2 separate regions of the Sus scrofa genome follow, and region 1 is linked to region 2. A link is a contact called in public promoter capture Hi-C data. All regions are on one chromosome and are shown on one strand. The core of a region is the stretch at or near the end of the contact, and the rest is flanking DNA. Distances in the headings are between cores, read along the strand shown.

Region 1 (3,898 bases), core at 132-2,631, 640 kb before region 2:
AACCCACTACCTTAATCCGGGGGCAGGGGCCTCAGGTGCCCCCTCGTCTTAATCCTGGCCACATTTCCGTCAGTAGCTTTTTTTTTTTTTTTTTTTTTGGTCTTTTCTAGGGGCCACTCCCTCGGCATATGGATGTTCCCAGGCTAGGGGCCGAATCGGAGCAATAGCTGCCGGCCTACACCACAACCACAGCAACTCGGGATCCGAGCTACACCACAGCTCAGGGCAACGCTGGATCGTTAACCCACTGAGCGGGGCCAGGGATGGAACCCGCAACCTCATGGTCGGATTCGTTAACCACCGAGCCAGGACAGGAACTCCCGGTCAGTAGCATTGAGAAGCGTGTCGAGCTGCTCAAAGTCTGGTTCCTTCTCATAGCCTGAGGCAGTGGTCTGGGTCCCTAGAGCCTTACGCCCTTGCTCTCCCAACCCGGGACATCCGAGGCAAAGCCCGGGAAAGGCCAGAACGTCAGCTCGAAAGAGATGAGTGGGTACGCAATACTAAAAGTAAGGATGCTGGAGTTCCCATCGTGGCGCAGCGGTTAACGAATCCGACTAGGAACCATGAGGTTGCGGGTTCGGTCCCTGCCCTTGCTCAGTGGGTTAAGGATCCGGCGTTGCCGTGGGCTGTGGTGTAGGTTGCAGACACGGCTCGGATCCCGCGTTGCTGTGGCTCTGGCGTAGGCCAGGGGCTACAGCTCCGATTAGACCCCTAGCCTGGGAACCTCCATATGCCGCGGGAGTGGCCCAAAAAAAATAGCAAAAAGACAAAAATAATGATAATAATAAAAAATAAAATAAAAAAATAAAAGTAAGGATGCAATATTAGACCAAAATTAAGCCTCAGGGACTCGTCAGGGGAGCAGCGTCCTTGGGGAACTGGGGTACAAGAGGGTTACCCTGATACAGATACCAGGGGGGAGTTGAAGATGCTGAATCTTGGTCGAGACCTCCGCAGACGCAGGACACTGGCGCGATTACACCGAATCTAAGGCAGCGACTCCTGCCGCCACCCTGTTCGAACCTATGACACTCCGGGAAAGCCAGACTTTGGACTGGCCTCCGCGGCGCCGATTGGGAAACTGAGTTCGCCCCACACGGAGACAACCGGCAGCAGAAGAAGGCTGCCAAGCTACATTTTTCTGGAAGCGTTTAACACGCGCATTAGCACATACACACACCCCCACCATGCCGCGAAACAGTCTTTCTGATTTTGTAGCCGCCGCGTCTAAGGACCAAATGAACTACGTGTCCCAGGATGCATCGCGCAGAGCCAACGATGTTCCGCTGCAGATCCAGTAGCTCTTGGGAAATGGAGTTCAAGCTACCTCGACGTTTAACGGCCCGCGTTGGCCTTCAAACTCCATTTCCCAGCAGGCTCAGCGTGTAGCGTGCGCTATGGAGCCCCATGTCGCAGAGCTGAAGCAGAGGATTGAGGACACGTTATGCCCTTTTGGCTTCGAAATTTACCCCTTCCAGGTTGGTTTATCCCTACCGCGGTGCTAGGGCAAAACGTATGATTAGCCTCGGTGCCACTGGCCTCTATTCTTTCCCGAGCTCCCCCGGCCGCGTGTCCGTCTGACCTACCGGGAGAGGGTGTCAACGGGCGCTTAAGTTCAAAGGGTAGAGAAGCGTTGCACGTTTGTCCTTTTACCCTCATATATTGCCGGACTGATGAGCAGGAGACACCACATGATCAGTAACCTTGTGGCCTTGTCACCTACGCAGTTTACATAGGGGCCAGAGTCACTTTGGAAGCTTCCCGAAGGAGTTAGGAGAGGGCAACGTCTGAAAGATTTGCATGGCTAGAATTTAGGTCATCTCATGAGGGAAGGACATTCCTGGGGTTGAACAAGCAAATGATTGGCTGGTCTGTCCCATCTACCAACCAAAGGAGGGATTCATGAAGTTGCCAATTACTAGGACCCGTCTGAGTACAGAGACTGCATACTTACCTGACACACAAGTCTAGCATCACCACCTACCGTTTTGCACATAGGTCCATTTCCCCATATCCATTGCCTCCTGCACTGAGCCCTCTGCTTGGAAACAAAGCTGATTAAACTCAGCTTGAGCCTTTTGCCTGATGCTTAAGAGGCAGCCCACTCCCACAACCTTCCAATGAGTGGCCCCTAAGCAGTGCTGGGTAATGATATAGAGGAAGAGGTAGGTTGGGTTTAGAGTGAGAGAGCCTTCTCTGAAACAGTGGAGTTGAGCTGTATATGAAAAAATAGATTGGAAGGAAGGACAGTTATATACATCGCAAATGTCAGGAATAGCTTGAGTAAAGGTGTGGAGGTAGTAGTGGTGGCTGGCAGGTATGGGGGAGAGTGGGGATGCGTATCTGGTGTGATCAGGCAGGCCTGGGTGGTGGGGGCTGTGGTATTGAACTGTGCCATCTATAGTCCTGCCAGTCATCCTAGGCTCCTCCATCTCTCACCTCCCCAACCCTACATCCAGTCAGCCACTGGGCCCTTTAGGAATCTGTCTGCTGCATCTTCCAAATCCATTCCTTCCCATTGAACACATCTATGCCCTGGTCCAGGCCAGTTTTTTGGGGGCCACACCCACGGTATGTGGAAGTTCCCAGGCCAGGTACTGAACCTACACCACAGTAGTGACCCAAGCCACAGTAATGATGCCAGATCCTTACCTGCTGAGCCACTAGGGAATGCCATAGGCCACTATTTCTCATCGAGATTACTGCGATAACCTCCTGCTGTCACTTCGCCTCCCTTCCATCCTCCACACTGCAGCCAGAGTGACCTGAAACTGATTATGTCAGTTTACTTCTTAGATCTTCAAGGGCTAATCCCTCATTGTCACCAAATTAGACCCATATTCCTTAAATTGATATTCAAAGGCCAGTCACCATCTCTCACTCTTAGTGATCTCTCCAGGCGTCTCTCTCTCTGCTTCCCACTCTGGACCCTTCCTTTCTATCAAAGTAGATAATTTGTCATTCTCCACCTACGCCTTGTACTTCCTCCTTCTCTGTTGATGATGGGACCTGCTTAATACACACACCAGATTCCCCTTCCCCGTGGCAGCCTGTCAGTTTCCTTCCCGGCCTTCAAGACTCAGCTTCCTAGAAGCCTTTTCTAATTTCAGAGAACCCTCATTTGGTCCTATCATTGCATTAATCATAGTACAGCCAGTTTCTTTTTGTTCTTAGTTATTCATGAATTCTCTGCCTCTCTATGGGAATTCCCTGTCAAATGCAGGTACGTCCCTTAGAAGCACAATTCAGACAGCATCAGTAGAATTTCACTGAGTAAGATGGAGGCTGGACAAGACACATGAGGCCTCGAGTGCCAGGCTAAGGAATGGGCCTTAGGCCTGAATTTTCTCTGTTCCAGGTCGCATGGTACAATGCACTCCTGCCTGCAGCCTTCCACCTGCCCTTGCCAGGACCTACCCTGGCCTTCCTGGTACTCAGCACACCTGCCATGTTTGACCGGGCCCTCAAGCCCTTCCTGCAGAGTTGCCACCTCCAACCACTGACAGACCCTGTGGACCAGTGTGTGGCCTACCACCTAGGCCGCGTTAGAAAGGTGAGCAAGGCTGTAACCTCCCTCAGATTCCAAATGTGCAGCTGCTTCCAGCTCCTCCAAGTTCAGTGTAGAATCTAGATCTGTCTAGGACTAGGAGCCGCTGCCCAGGCAGGATGTTCTAACGCCGGTTCTGACAACGTGATCTCTCCCCATTCTGCCTTTTCACACCTGTTTGGCCACCTTCGCTAGCAGCTCCTCAGGTCTGAGATCAGCCTCACTCCCCCTTCCCTGATGGGCAAGTATATGATCAGCCTTCCCCTGGCCTCCTGGTGAGATGGGAATAAGCCCAGCATCCCCCCTGCACCTCTCACCTGTCTTTTCCTTAGACCTGGAAGCTTTATGCCA
Region 2 (3,818 bases), core at 396-2,895:
GCTGTGGTGTGGGTTCGATCCCTGGTCTGGGAATTTCTACATGTTGCAGGCACAGCGGAAAAAAAAAAAAAAATCCCACTTCTTCCATTCCACAGCCCCTCTGGCTATGGCTTTCCCTATGACTCATTCTGTGGTCATTCCCTTATGCTCCAGAATGGGGAGAAAAATCTCATTTTAAAACCCTATAGCTGAAGGCTGAGAGGGAGCGATAAATTAGGAGTCTGCAGTTAACATATACACACTACTAGAAATAAAATAGATAAAAAAAGAGCTACTGTATAGCACAGGGAACTCTACTCAACACTCGTTTGTTTTTTGTTTTGTTTTGTTTTTCTTTTTTCTTTTTAGGGCCACAGGTGTGGCATATGGAAGTGCCCAGGCTAGGGATGGAATAGAGCTACAGCTGCTGGCCTCCACCACAGCCACAGCAATACCAGATCTGAGTCATATCTGCGACCTACACCACAGCTCATAGCAACACCAGATCCTTACCCACTGAGTGAGGCCAGGGATCAAACCCTCATCCTCATGGATCCTAAATATATAACTGAATCCCTTTACTGTACATTTGAAACTAAGCACAACATTGTCAATCAAGTATACTTCAATTAAAGATTAAAATAATTAAAATAATAAACATAAAACCCCATAACACTACAGACCAGGAAACAGACCAGTTGTACAGACCAGGAAACAGAAGCTTAAAACTAAGTCCAGGAAATGCTCCCGGGGTCACGCAGCTCATAAGCAACAGAACCAGGATTGGAGCACTTGGCCTGAGTGACCTAAAAGCCAGAACTTTCCCAGCACCTGGACCTCAAGATTGGCAGCCCAGGAAGTATTTATGATGAGGGGACTTAGGGCTATAACCCTTTGAGGTGGGGGCGGCGCTTTAGTGGGACCATGCTGCCCCCTGCTGGCGGGAAGGACCGGGGCGTCTGCGGAGCGCGGAGAGAAGAGCGGAGAGGAGACGGGTGGGGCGGGACAAGAGTGAGGAGGGAAGACGCGGGGGGAAGATGCGAGAGGAAGATGGGGAACGGGAAGTTTTGTGCAAGGAAAAAAACCACTCAAAGGAGGGAGCAGAAAATGCCAAGTTTTGATTACTTCCTTGAAAGCATTTTGGGCACGCCTGCAAGAGTGCGCGTGGCGGGGCCGGGGGTAGTTGATGCACTTCAGATGTTGCTGGGAGTCAGTCCCCGGAGTTCAGAGTGGGGGTGTGTGTGTGTGTGTGTGTGTGTGTGTGTGTGTGTGTGTGGCGCGCGCGTGTGCGTTCGTGGGCACTAGAAGGTGTTTATGTGTATCTGTGTGTGGATGTGTCGTGTGGGCAGATGTGTGTGCTGCGAGCACGTAGGGTGTGTGCGACTCTCAGCTGCTGCAGGGCGGGAAGCATCTGTGCGGGAAGGAAGCGGGTCCGGGCCGCCCCCTGCCCCACCCGCAGACCTCTCCCTCCCGCAGGTGGGGAGGGCGGTGCCTGCCTGCGGTTGGCGTTGCCAGGCGAGGCCCGCCGCTCTGGGGCTGCGGGGCCGGGGCGCGAGGCAGCAGGGGGCAGCAGGGGCAGGCGGAGGCCGACGGGCTGCGGGTGGGGCAGGGCGGAGGGCGGGCAGAAGGAGGCCTTTAAGGCGCCTGCCCCGCCCACAGGTGAGCAGTACCTGGTGAGCCAGCTCGTCTCCCTGCCTGCCCACTCAGTGGCAGTGCCCCGAGGCAGCTGTCCCCTCTGGAGCGCAGCAGATCCCTCTTTCAGAACTCACTACCGAGAGCCCCAGCAGGTGATGGCATAGGGTCAAGAGCGTCCTGTGAAGTGACATCCATCTGCGAACAGGACTGGTGGCGGTGACTGGCGGCGGGGAGGGTGCTGGAAGAATCCCGGCTTGGTCTGGTTTGGAAAGTCCAGGATAGGCAGGTGCCAGGGAAGGGCGCCGAGTGACCCTGTGGTGTGGGAGTCTGGCTTGGGGGTCAGGGGAGGGACCTGGGGTGTTCCTTCAGTTGTCCGAGGGTCAGGAGTTGGTAGAGGGCCTGGGCAGTACAGAGGCATAGGGTGTCGGGATGGGATCTGGGAGAAATCCTGAGGTGTCGGGGTCAGACGCTGGAGAAGCTTGGTGACAGGCTTGTCCGGGAGGCTGGGGTCGGGTGGGTCGGCCCAGGCTGGGGAGGGGGCGAGGGCGGGGTCCCAACTCACGCATGTCTGCCTCCCAGGAGCCGCCATGCGCTGCTTCAGCTTCATTAAGACCGTGATGATCCTCTTCAATCTGCTCATCTTTGTAAGTGCGGGGTTACGGGCTCTTTGGGGTTCCCTGCAGGAGCGCGCCTCGACCTGAGCACAGCCCGAGCTGGGAAAGAGGAGCTGGCCCTGCGGGGACTCGGTCCTTCAAGTTGCCCCCTGTGATGCGGTGCAGAAGTCTGCCCAGATGATGCTGAGTCCCGCTCCCGGTGGCAGCCTGGCCACAGGTCGAGTGGGGAATCTTAGGGGCACCCCTCCCCTCCGGGAAGCTTCAGTTCAGGCTTAGAGCAGGGCACAGTAGGCGAACAGGCTAGGGCCCAAGTGAGAGGAGGGGGGGTGCCCAGGGCCACTAGTGTGGAAGGAAACGCAGTGGCCTCTGGATGGTGGGGAGCCGAAAGCAGAGACAGCCCGGAGATGTTAGAGCAGAGGGTTGGCTGCAGGCAGCCCTTTTTTTATTCAACAAACATGTTGCCTCAGGCTCTGCTGAGGGCCGGGGGTAACAGGTGAGCGAGCTTCTCTGCCCTTGGAGATCGCAGATCCAGCAGGCCAGATAGGCAGGCGGTTGTGACAAAGCATATGTGGCCTTCCGCACAGGGACTGCGGAGCCTATAGGAGGGGCTTGAAACCTGCCTGGTCAGAGAAGACTTCTAGGAGGAAATAGCTGAGGCTGGAAATTTGCACGGGGTGGGGTGGGGGTGTTGGCGAAGCATATGCAGAAAGGCCCGGTGGTGGTGAAATTAGATATTGTTCAGAAAACCAGGAACAGATTGTATAAGGTGTGTTTGAGGGAGCTGAGCAATGAGGCTTGAACGCTAGAGATGGTGGCAGAGATGGGGAGACACGGGCAGAGCGGACAAGGCACAGAGCCCTTGGGGGCACTGAGGGGTGGGAGAAGGGGCAAGAAAGAGAGAGGTCCTGGGATGATGACCATGTCTCTGGCAAGAGCAACCTGGGGCATAGCCCACAGACGGCCGTGTGCCCAGTGGGGTTGCATCTCAGGTCAGAGCTGGACACGGACATTTGAAAGTCGTGTGCCCAGGAGTTCCCTGGTGGCTCAGCGGGTTAAGGATCCAGCATTGTTATTGCTGTGGCTCTCGTTACTTCTGTGGGCAGGGTTCATCTCTGGCCCAGGAACTTCTGCATGCCATAGGCGCAGCCAAAAAATAAATAAAGTCAGGTGCCCTTGGGTGGTCACTGAAGCCGTGGGAGGGGTGAGAGCAATCAGCAGGAAGAGGGAACTCTGGGAGACCCACCTTATAAAGGATAAATGGAGAAAAGGCCACCGGGAAGCAAACAAAGGAGCGGCAGGAGGCAAACCGGGAGAGGGAGGTATCAGGTCAAGGAGAATGCTGTGCCCATGGATGTCCCAGGATGTCATCAGAGACCTTGGGGCCACCTGAGAGCTGGTTAAAGTGAGTAGAAGGTGAAGAGGTGGACACGTGAAGTTTAGATGAGTTTGGAGGAATTTGGGCTGGGGGTGAAGGAACTCTCTGACTTTGATGTGGTTTGTTCCTCGGGCTGCTTCTGCCTTCAGGGAACTCGCCTTTGTCCGAGTTATCCGAAGAAGGCATCGGGACTTCGGGGAAGGGGAGAGCAGAGG

Evidence for each region. Promoter capture Hi-C pulls out the DNA fragments that hold promoters and counts their contacts.
Region 1: a contact with region 2 is called in a promoter capture Hi-C map of fetal skeletal muscle, with 6 times the contacts expected there. The contact joins the promoter of MMACHC here to the promoter of TSPAN1 in region 2. A contact is called at or near these places in 1 of 5 promoter capture datasets (fetal skeletal muscle) and 1 of 47 Hi-C or Micro-C datasets (embryonic fibroblasts).

What each region holds. Positions count from the first base shown.
Region 1 is chr6:165,863,157-165,867,054 of Sscrofa11.1, reverse strand. MMACHC (methylmalonic aciduria (cobalamin deficiency) cblC type, with homocystinuria) reads left to right here and starts at 1,381. Exons shown (of 4, transcript NM_001244776.1): 1 at 1,381-1,478; 2 at 3,359-3,553. The coding sequence starts at 1,398. It overlaps LOC110261410, which reads right to left and starts at 1,189. Exons shown (of 9, transcript XM_021097629.1): 1 at 1,024-1,189. The coding sequence starts at 1,189.
Region 2 is chr6:165,227,337-165,231,154 of Sscrofa11.1, reverse strand. TSPAN1 (tetraspanin 1) reads left to right here and starts at 1,645. Exons shown (of 8, transcript NM_001243860.1): 1 at 1,645-1,766; 2 at 2,194-2,258. The coding sequence starts at 2,202.